2 separate regions of the Gossypium hirsutum genome follow, and region 1 is linked to region 2. The links are chromatin contacts, called in public Hi-C maps. All regions are on one chromosome and are shown on one strand. The core of a region is the stretch at or near the end of the contact, and the rest is flanking DNA. Distances in the headings are between cores, read along the strand shown.

What was found. A called contact is a pair of places that touch in the nucleus more often than the background predicts.
Region 1: a contact with region 2 is called in a Hi-C map of leaf, with 1.7 times the contacts expected there. The contact joins the promoter of LOC107932601 here to the enhancer-like site in region 2. A contact is called at or near these places in 10 of 34 Hi-C or Micro-C datasets (anther, hypocotyl, leaf and 2 more).

The regions. Positions count from the first base shown.
Region 1 is chrD03:3,276,760-3,281,484 of Gossypium_hirsutum_v2.1, reverse strand. It overlaps LOC107932601 (growth-regulating factor 1), which reads left to right and starts at 2,178. Exons shown (of 4, transcript XM_016864659.2): 1 at 2,178-2,866; 2 at 3,165-3,368; 3 at 3,556-3,889; 4 at 4,187-4,725. The coding sequence starts at 2,485.
Region 2 is chrD03:3,205,598-3,210,281 of Gossypium_hirsutum_v2.1, reverse strand. No RefSeq gene overlaps it. Among protein-coding and RNA genes, the nearest start is that of LOC107932546, 19 kb to the right of the region's middle. Within about 2 kb of position 1,986, at least 2 of the 9 cell types and tissues checked have an H3K27ac peak or open chromatin away from gene starts, as enhancers often do. A contact at or near this core is called in leaf, where this site is marked.

The DNA.
Region 1 (4,725 bases), core at 929-3,428, 71 kb before region 2:
TCTATGGATAATGATGAGATTGAGAGTTCACAGAACCTGTCTAAGCAACCCAATCTTGTTTCATATCTAAAAACCAAGCTCAATGCTCAAATTCAAGTCTTATTCAGCCAAAGATCCTAACTTTCAAGCTAAAAACGATGAAATAAAATCAAGTAGAACTCAGCAAATCACAAGAGCCCAATCAATACAATAGATAATTGAACAACTCCAGCTGTTGGCTGTGTTTTTGTCTGCAAGAAAACTGTTTGCAAGAAAACTGGATAAAATTGTAAAATAATAAATGAAAATATGGGCATTTTTGTCTGCAAAAAATCTATTTTGCTGGCTGTGTTTAAGCTGGAGGTTTTACCTCCAGTTGGAAATGAGGCTGCCAGTGAGATTGAATTCTTCAGTTGCACCTCACCGTTGTTTCTCCAAACGTCATCACAGTGCAGGGAAAAAGAATATTCCCTCAAAATCCCATCTCACCATGGCTGCATTGGCATCCAAAGGAAGCCTCAGTTGAAAAGAGAATAAATTTATACTCATACTTAATATTTATATTGAATAAAATAATTAATATTTTATTATTATTTGTTTTGGTAAGAGGTAGTTGGCTAGTGGAGTTAGGGATTGTCCCACTAACCAACGTTAACCCTAGATTTAAGCATACAAATTTCGTCTCCCCGTTTGATTTAGGTGTTTGGATTTGTATATTTTAAAGATGGTGGTAACAATAAGATTAATTATTATAACTGTGAGTTAAATAATTTTACTGCATTATAGAAAAAGCTCATCTAAATAAGTCCATAGTTGATATTTCTTTATTATTACATTGAGTAGGTTAAATTTTATTGGTAGTTTTTTATCATACAAAAGTTGTCAAGTTAATCATTCTACTCTAATTTAATCTTTTTCTTTTTCTTTTTTACTTTTTGAATTTTGAAAATTTAGTACTAATCTAAACGGTAGTTACTAAATTCCTTAAAATAAATTATAGATTTAAGAATATATATATAACAAAAGTAAAAAGCCTAATTTAATTATTTTTTTTAAAAAAATTCACATGTATCATTAAAATTACAAATAACTAAATCATAATAATTAAAAAAAACAGATGCATAATGGATTTAAGTCGTAATTAAAAAAATTAATTTCACAATATGTCCTCAAATTAAGATTTAAAATTTAAATTGGTTCTTAAATTTAAAATCTTTTAATTGAATTTTAAAGTATCAATCAAGTCTTTCAATAAGCTTAGTCATTAGGGACGGATCCAAAATTCTACTCTAAAGAGGGTGAAATTTCTAAATCTGAACCACCTTTTTTTAACATAAAAAAGTGTCAATTTTTTTCAGATATTTTTTTTCTTATCAAACAAATCAATTTAATATTTTTTAAAAAGTATGAAAGATTTAACTATAAAAAATTAAAAGAAAAAAATCACGCAGTATAAAATTAAATATTTCTTTCCAATATGCAAAAAAGAATAACTAATACTATGCTAAAAATTTCATAAATATCATTATAATTCCAAAAATTAAATTAAAAAGAACTTGGCCTTAGTCCTATTTCTCAATACTAAGCATCCTAAATTGTACATTCCATTTTTCATAAGATCGAACTCATCAATGTTAGAATCTGTTGAAAAATCTCTAGCTATCTCTTTTTCGATGTATGCCAATAAGTAAGTTAAAAGAAAATCATTCTTCATTCTATATATGTATGGGTATGGGCTAAATTAATTAATTTTAAAATTTGACTTTAAAATCATATTGGGCCTCTAAGTTTCAAATTATGTTTTTATTATTATCTTTTTCTTTTCAAGTAATATTTGATTTAATTATCATGTGTTTTAGTCTAAACTGGATTGAAATGTGTGAAAAGCTTTTATTTATATACTTTTATTAAGGTTAATCTTGAAAGGTTTAACCATTATGCAATGAACTAAACTCAACAAAAATATGGGTTATAGTGTTAAATCATATTACACTCTTATATTATTGAGAAGAAAAACCAAATATCTCAAAAAAAAACTAATATAAAAAATAAACTCGAAAAGAAGGAAGAGCTCTTAGAACAAGGAGAATTTTGTAACTTTGACCTTTCCTTGAAAGCAACGGATGCTTTTTTTTTTTTCACTTTAAAAGAAAAACCATGGATAAATATGTGCTAACATGTCTGGGATATATTGGCGTAGTGTGGTACTATATTATACCCTTGTTTGCTCCCTTTTTTTTATATAGTTTTTGCTCATAGTCTCTAAAATTGTGATACTTCCATTACAAAGATGAACCCCCCCCCCCCAAAAAAAATCTGATCTGAAACAGTGAAAGAAAAAACCCAAAACATAACACCTTTGTCCTTTTAAAGATGCTCCTCTCTTTCTCTGTCTTCAAACACTTGTTTTTATCCAAAGCTTCAACTTTCAACCCTTCCATGTCATCATCATCATCAACAACAACTCATGCTTTTTAGAGCCCTGTTTTTGTTTATTGGTTCTATATGGATTTTGGGGTTCTGGGTTTGGATGGTATTGTGGGTCCTAATAATGGAGCTCCATCTCCATCTCCATCTCCATCTCCATCTCCATCTCCACCAGTTGAGTCCAAGCCTAAGCTTTTCGGATCCGGGTTTACCAAGCAAGAAAGATCCTCTGATTCAGCTGAAGAAGAAGATCACTGGAAAAGTTGTAAGGTACCGAAGACAATGCCATTGCACCAAGGCATTCCTTTGTTGAGATCTAATGAAACTCCCCAACAACAACAAGATCATATGATTAGCTTCTCTTCACTCAAATCTGAACTTCCTTTTATCAGAAAAGATGGTAACTTTATGGAGAAAACTACACAAAGCAACGACTTCTCTATGTATACTAGAAATGCAGGTAATGTGTTTGAAAGTTTATGTTTTTTATTTTTTAGGTAAAAGAAAAAAAATTGGTACTTGGTGATATGATTTTGTTCATTAAAATGGGGTTTGTTTAAAGGGTTTAAGCATATTTGTTTCAATGTGATTGTGAAGGTCTTTTCATAGGCACTTACTTTATTCTTAATCCCAACATTTCTTGCTATTGGGTTCATTGACATTATTAAAATAGTTGGCAAAATAAGGACAATGGACATATGTAGCAAACAGTAAATGTTGCAGACAAGTGATTATAACCCTTAAATGTTTTGTTTCAGGATATGGTAGTGGAAACCTTAATGCAACCATGCATGGGGTTTTAACTCCATCTCAATGGATTGAGCTACAACACCAGGCATTGATCTACAAATACATCATGTCTAATGTGCCTGTACCTTCTAATTTGCTCACTCCTTTGAAGAAATCCCTTTACCCCTATGGCTTCACCAGTTCATCTGTTGGATCCTTGCCTTATAATTCATGTAAAGTTCTTATCTTGTTTGGTGCATAAACGAACAGTTTTGTGCAGAGTGATCTGTTTATGTTTTGTAGAAAGTTTTATCCAAAGCTATAGGTATCACAAATGAAAAAAAAAGGTGATTTTTAGCTATAAAGTAATTTTTTGCTTGCTTTGTCTTCATCATTGATCATTGTGTGGCTTTTATGTAGTGGGATGGGGTTCTTTCCATCTGCGGTATACTGGCAGCACCGATCCTGAGCCAGGGAGGTGTCGTCGAACGGATGGAAAGAAATGGCGTTGCTCCCGGGATGCCGTTGCTGATCAAAAGTATTGTGAAAGGCATATAAACAGGGGCCGCCATCGTTCAAGAAAGCCTGTGGAAGGCCAGACCGGCCACACTGCCACTAATTCAAAGGTGGAGTCGATGTCTTCCTCTATGTTGGCATCGGCAAAAACCAGTGGTGGTGCAGCCAATAGTCTCGCAATTGCACTGCAGCACCGGTCTGGTGCTGCTGATCCTTCTTCAGACACCCTTGTGAACAGGTAAAAAACTTGCTTTATGCTTTTGAGGTTGCTTTACTTGCTTACATTGATATTAATAATGATTATGCTTTAACTGTTTGTATACATATATTTTTCTGTTCCTTTCTCTTTACTTTAAAGTAGGACCCTATTGTGCCATCTTTACTTTTGGTGACATTGGCCACACTTGTAGTTGGGACTTAGGATTCTCCTTGCTAGGTACCTTGGTCACTCGGTTGTATAGGCTTGGATTTAACTCTTTTTTTTTTGTTGGGATCTTTCATTTTGTTCATTGCGGTTATGATTTATTCGTGGCAGAATACAAGATCAACGGGGGTTTTCGGTGTTGTCTTCCACCACCAACCTGAAATCTGATGACTCCACCACATTCACCATTACAAAACAAGGTGTTCCGTTTGTAGAATCATCTCTATCGGATTTTGGACATGTTGCTTCCGATTCTCTTGTCAATCCGTCGCATAAAAGCTATTACATGAACTCTAAGGAGTATGGTCATGGTCTGTTCCTAGACTTCACTGGTCAAGAAACACAAGATCAAACACCGCCTCACCAATTCATTGATAACTGGCCCAAGGATCAGTCTAGTCGTTCTATTGTTACTTGGCCAAATGAGTTAAAACCTGACTGGACTCAACTCTCGATGTCTATTCCTATGGTAACATCAGAGTTCTCATCAACCTTGTCCTCACCAGTGAAAGAGAAACTCGACCTTTCATCTCTTAGGTTAGTTCAGGAGTTCGATCAGATCCAAATGGGTTTAGGAGTGAACAATGACATCACTGAACAAACCAAAAGGCAACCTAACTGGATACCAATATCTTGGGGAGGTTCAATGG
Region 2 (4,684 bases), core at 737-3,236:
CATACTTAAAAGACGAAGTTCAAACATTTGAACAAATATTTCAATGCAAAAGGAAAACAAAATCCACACAAGTTACTTTCCACTTCTCTCCCGTTTAAGTTGATGTTATGTTATTATCATATATTTTTTATGATTAAATTATTTTATATATTCATTTTACAGTTTATAAAGTCTAATCCTTTCTGGGTTCGTGATTATTTCTCTTAATAATATTATTTTCAGAATTCGAACCTGAATTTTCTCCCTAAAAATGTAATATATCTTATCACTACACTCAACACTTGTTCATTGTTATCTCATATTTTTAATATATTATAATTGTAAATGTATAAAAATTATTTTCTATTTTAATATTTACGATGGATTATTTAAAAAATCATTAAAAAGTAGGCGACAAAAATTAAGATAAAGATAGGGTATGCATGTAAGGCACCAAAAACTTGTGGTGGAACTCGAAACATCGATATCTAATAGGGGAGAGTAAGACATTAGAGTTCAATGTCCTTCAAAGTCGGTTTGGAATTTCTATGTAATAATGTTGGTGGGACTCAAAGTATAGTGAATTTTATGTCAAAGTTAAACCCCACATAGATTATTGTTTGATTTTATCTTTTATTGCTATGATTTGTCTTCACATCACGTTTTTCTTTAAATGAGTGATACACATATCTAATAAAATATAAAATAAAGAAGCCCTTTGTTCATATTCCTAAATGCATCATACACGTTCCACTTTTTGAATTTTGACTTATATTTGATGTAGTATTTCCAAACCTCAATCATGCACTTTTTCTAAATTATTGTACTTCTTGTTTTAGTTTTGATGGAAGAAATAGTAGTTTTGAAAATAAAAAACGAGTTAATTTCATTAAATATTTTGCATTATCACTTGGATTTTAAATGTTTTAATTAAGTTTTTAAAGTATTATGATATTGTATCAATTAGAATCGTTCATTATCTTAATCGTCGATTTAGGCATTAAATATTAATTTAGATTTAATATGTACCATATTTAAAACACATAGATTAAATTATAAATTTATGTGTACTTATCATATGAGCACCTTGAATCCCACATTTTAAAAAAACATAGTGTTAATTTTTTTAATCTATTTATCTAAATTGTCAATGTAATAGATACTTATGTGGTTACAATTTCATCCATGTGTTTTAGTTATGCTTTACAATTTCATCCACGTATTTACCCTTTTAATATTTTAGTTGGGTTAATTAGATAGTGGATTTAACTTTTGAGTTGAGTTGAGTTGGGTTGAACTTTATATTGGTATAGTATTTAGATATTCATCGTTTGATATTTGATTATTTGAGATTGGAAATGGACGTGGTTAGGGTTTATTAATTAAAAATTAATTGGTTTATTTGATTTATAAACTCACAACCAGAATAAATCATCGAAATGAATTGTTTACATTGAATAAACCGAAAATTCGAGTAAACCAACTTATTTTTATTAAACTAATTCAATTAATTAAAATTGAAATCAACTCAATACAAAGTACAATAAACTGAAAACCAAAATATATTCAGACTTAAACAAAGAATAAAATATTGATAAGACTCCTACATGATTAAACCTAAATCCAAAATAAAGTAAAAGAAAATTCACTCATAACATTTCTATACGATAAAATTCAAACCAGATACATGTTATCATAAAACCTTCGAAGACATCACTTTCAAGATGTTGAAGATAGGATCTTGCATAGGTTGCAGCTGCCGTACGGCTAGCGGCTAACTAAAACAGACACAAATGGCATTAGTTCCCACCGACAATTTCATGTTTGAAAGAAACATTTGCAGTAAGGAGATATATATATATATACAACTAATTATCAAATAATTCAAAGATAAGTTAATTTCCAATATCACTTAAACCAGCACCTATCAAAGAACACACTAAAGCGTGGTGCACTTGCAGCATGCCTGCTTGTGTTTACCTTATAAATTTTACTCTCAAGAAGTGTATTTTTTTTTTGTTGGACTATATTTATATGTTGGTCCATACTTCATCGTTCTTATGGAGCCCATGATATGTACAATGTTGACATAAAATATGGGTTACCATTATGGGGCTGACTTTTGGTTGGTAATTTCTTTCATTTATGGAGCTCAGACAACATCGGTAGCTACCAGTCTTATAACGCTACTGTAACAATTGAAGGCAGAGATTTTGTGTTTGGTTTATTACAACTGAGAGCTGAGTTGAAAAAGCCGCAACATGGTTTTTAACACTATCGTTTTCATTAGACTATTAACAAGTAAAAAGCTGTCAAAATGGCTTACAAGACAAAGAGTCATAAATAACACCTTTAGCTATCTTGCACAGAATTTGACTTTAATTTATTTATGAATATATATATAGCAGGGAGTTGATGACCATGTGATGGAAGGAAACTATAAGGAATCTTAAGTTAGAATGTCAATCAATAGAATTTCCAGCTATTTGTCTAAGTCTAAACCCTTGCTTACTAATTCAAGCACCGAATTCGTCTAATTCTTCTCTCAATTCATCTACTCTTTCAAAATTTTCTGATTGAAAAATTAAATTCTAATTGATTCGAATTTTACATCAAACCTTTGAATATCATGATGGCACATGTTTAAGTTTAACGAAAGCTCATCGACAACATTATTAATTGAACTTTAATTTTTAAAACAGACAAGTAGAGGGATTAATTTTTAAAAGACCAAAGAGTATAGGGACTAAAGGAAAATTAAATCTTTTTTAGTTATATATATATATTCCTTTCCGTATATGTCATCTCCAATTTCTCGTTTACTTTTCCTCTTCATTATTTTCCATTTTTCTTGTTTGATTTATTATTTTGTTCCTCCCCATTTCTTAATTATTTTACGATGATATGAAATTATATATACACACATACCAACCATTTTTATATAGTCAATCTGATTTTCATTATAATTGAAATCATTTGTTGCTGCTAGAGTTGTGTAACTCGAATCCCATCATTTGTTAAAGAAATAAAATATAGTAAAAAAATAAGGGGATCTGTGGGGCAATCAATGTCAAATAGAAATAGTGTAGTTCTATACGGATTGTACTTGTGCGGCATGGTCTGTACCATTAAATATAGATGTAGTCGAAACTCCTTTAGTGAATTTCTCCTCATTTGCCCGTGATTTTTTCTTGAAAGTGATTTTTTCTTGAAAAAGTTTTCACGTAAAATCTGTGTATTTTATTTTTGTTTTTTCTTATTACTTTGCGATCGTTCTATTGTTATTATCGATGTCTATTAGAATAGTTCTCATCCAAATAAACTATCTATTTATCTATTTATATTTATATTAATTAATACAACATTTTCAACCTGAATGTATTCATAATCTAGAAGGAACACAACCTCTATAATTAAATGAATTAGCATATAGGTTTAATATGTCATTTGTTACTTGAGTTTGATATTTTTTTTAATGTAATATTTATGTTTTTTTGCTCCAATATGTGATACCTATATTTGACAAAAATTATACATTTTGGTACTCACGACTAATGGTATTAACTTCTTAGTGTTTAATTTGAGTTTTAGGTTGGTTTAGTGAGATTTAATTGTTAATATTATTATGTTTGAGTTTTTATAATATTTTAAAAGAATAATATTATTTTTGAATTTGTTTAATTTTGTATTTAATTTGTTAAATACAATATGATTCTTGTACTTTTATTTTTTGAGTTTTAGAGTTGATTTGATGAAAATTAATTGTTAATATATATTATCAACAAATTATGAATCTCCATCAAATCAACTCTAAAACTTAAATTAAACATTAAAAAGTTCACACTGTTGCTTTCAAGTAGCAACATATATAACTTTTACCAAAAATGATACAAATACGACATTAAAAAAAAGTCAAATACATATACTTAATAAAATATTATGGGACTTTGTTGTAATCTTTGAATAATCTATGTACTTACAAAACATTTATCCTTTAGTGACATGTGAACATTAAAGGTTGGGTAAAACCTTAATTTATGCATCATTCGGTTGGCTTAAGACAAATCAAATGGTACTGAAACATCAAATTTTATCGATTCATCTTACGTCTTTGACTAGTTTTCCCTCTATATTTTCCTCTTTTTTTTTTCTAAAATATATTCACATTTGGAATATTTCTATGAATACTTATGTAATGGATTACACAAGAATGACATCAATTTATAATTTAAATATTTTGAAAAGATTCAAAATTTTTAAAAAAATCATATATTTCTTGTATATAATTATGTTGTTGCACAAGTTGCATTTCAAAGTTGACAATTTTTCATATGAATTTAGAAAAATATAAAAATTTCTAAATAGAGAGATGAGTGAAACTATAAAGAGGGGTTTGTTTATGTCAAGCTATACACATTCTTCAATGTATTTATCAAACTGAGTGAATGTAATTTATGAACTTTTAATAATTTTCAGTTTTTTTATAACAATTTTATTATAAGTTATTATCATATTTATTATTTTTGATACTATGTCTAAAATTATTGTAGCGACCTAAAAATTGGGCACGGGCGCTAATCGAAATAAATATTGAAAATTTGAAAACAGAATCTCGATCTATTTGAAAAGGGAGTCGCCACCGATCTTTTTTCATAGGTGTGATCGGACACCTAATAAATTCTCTTTTTAGAAGAAAAATTTATTT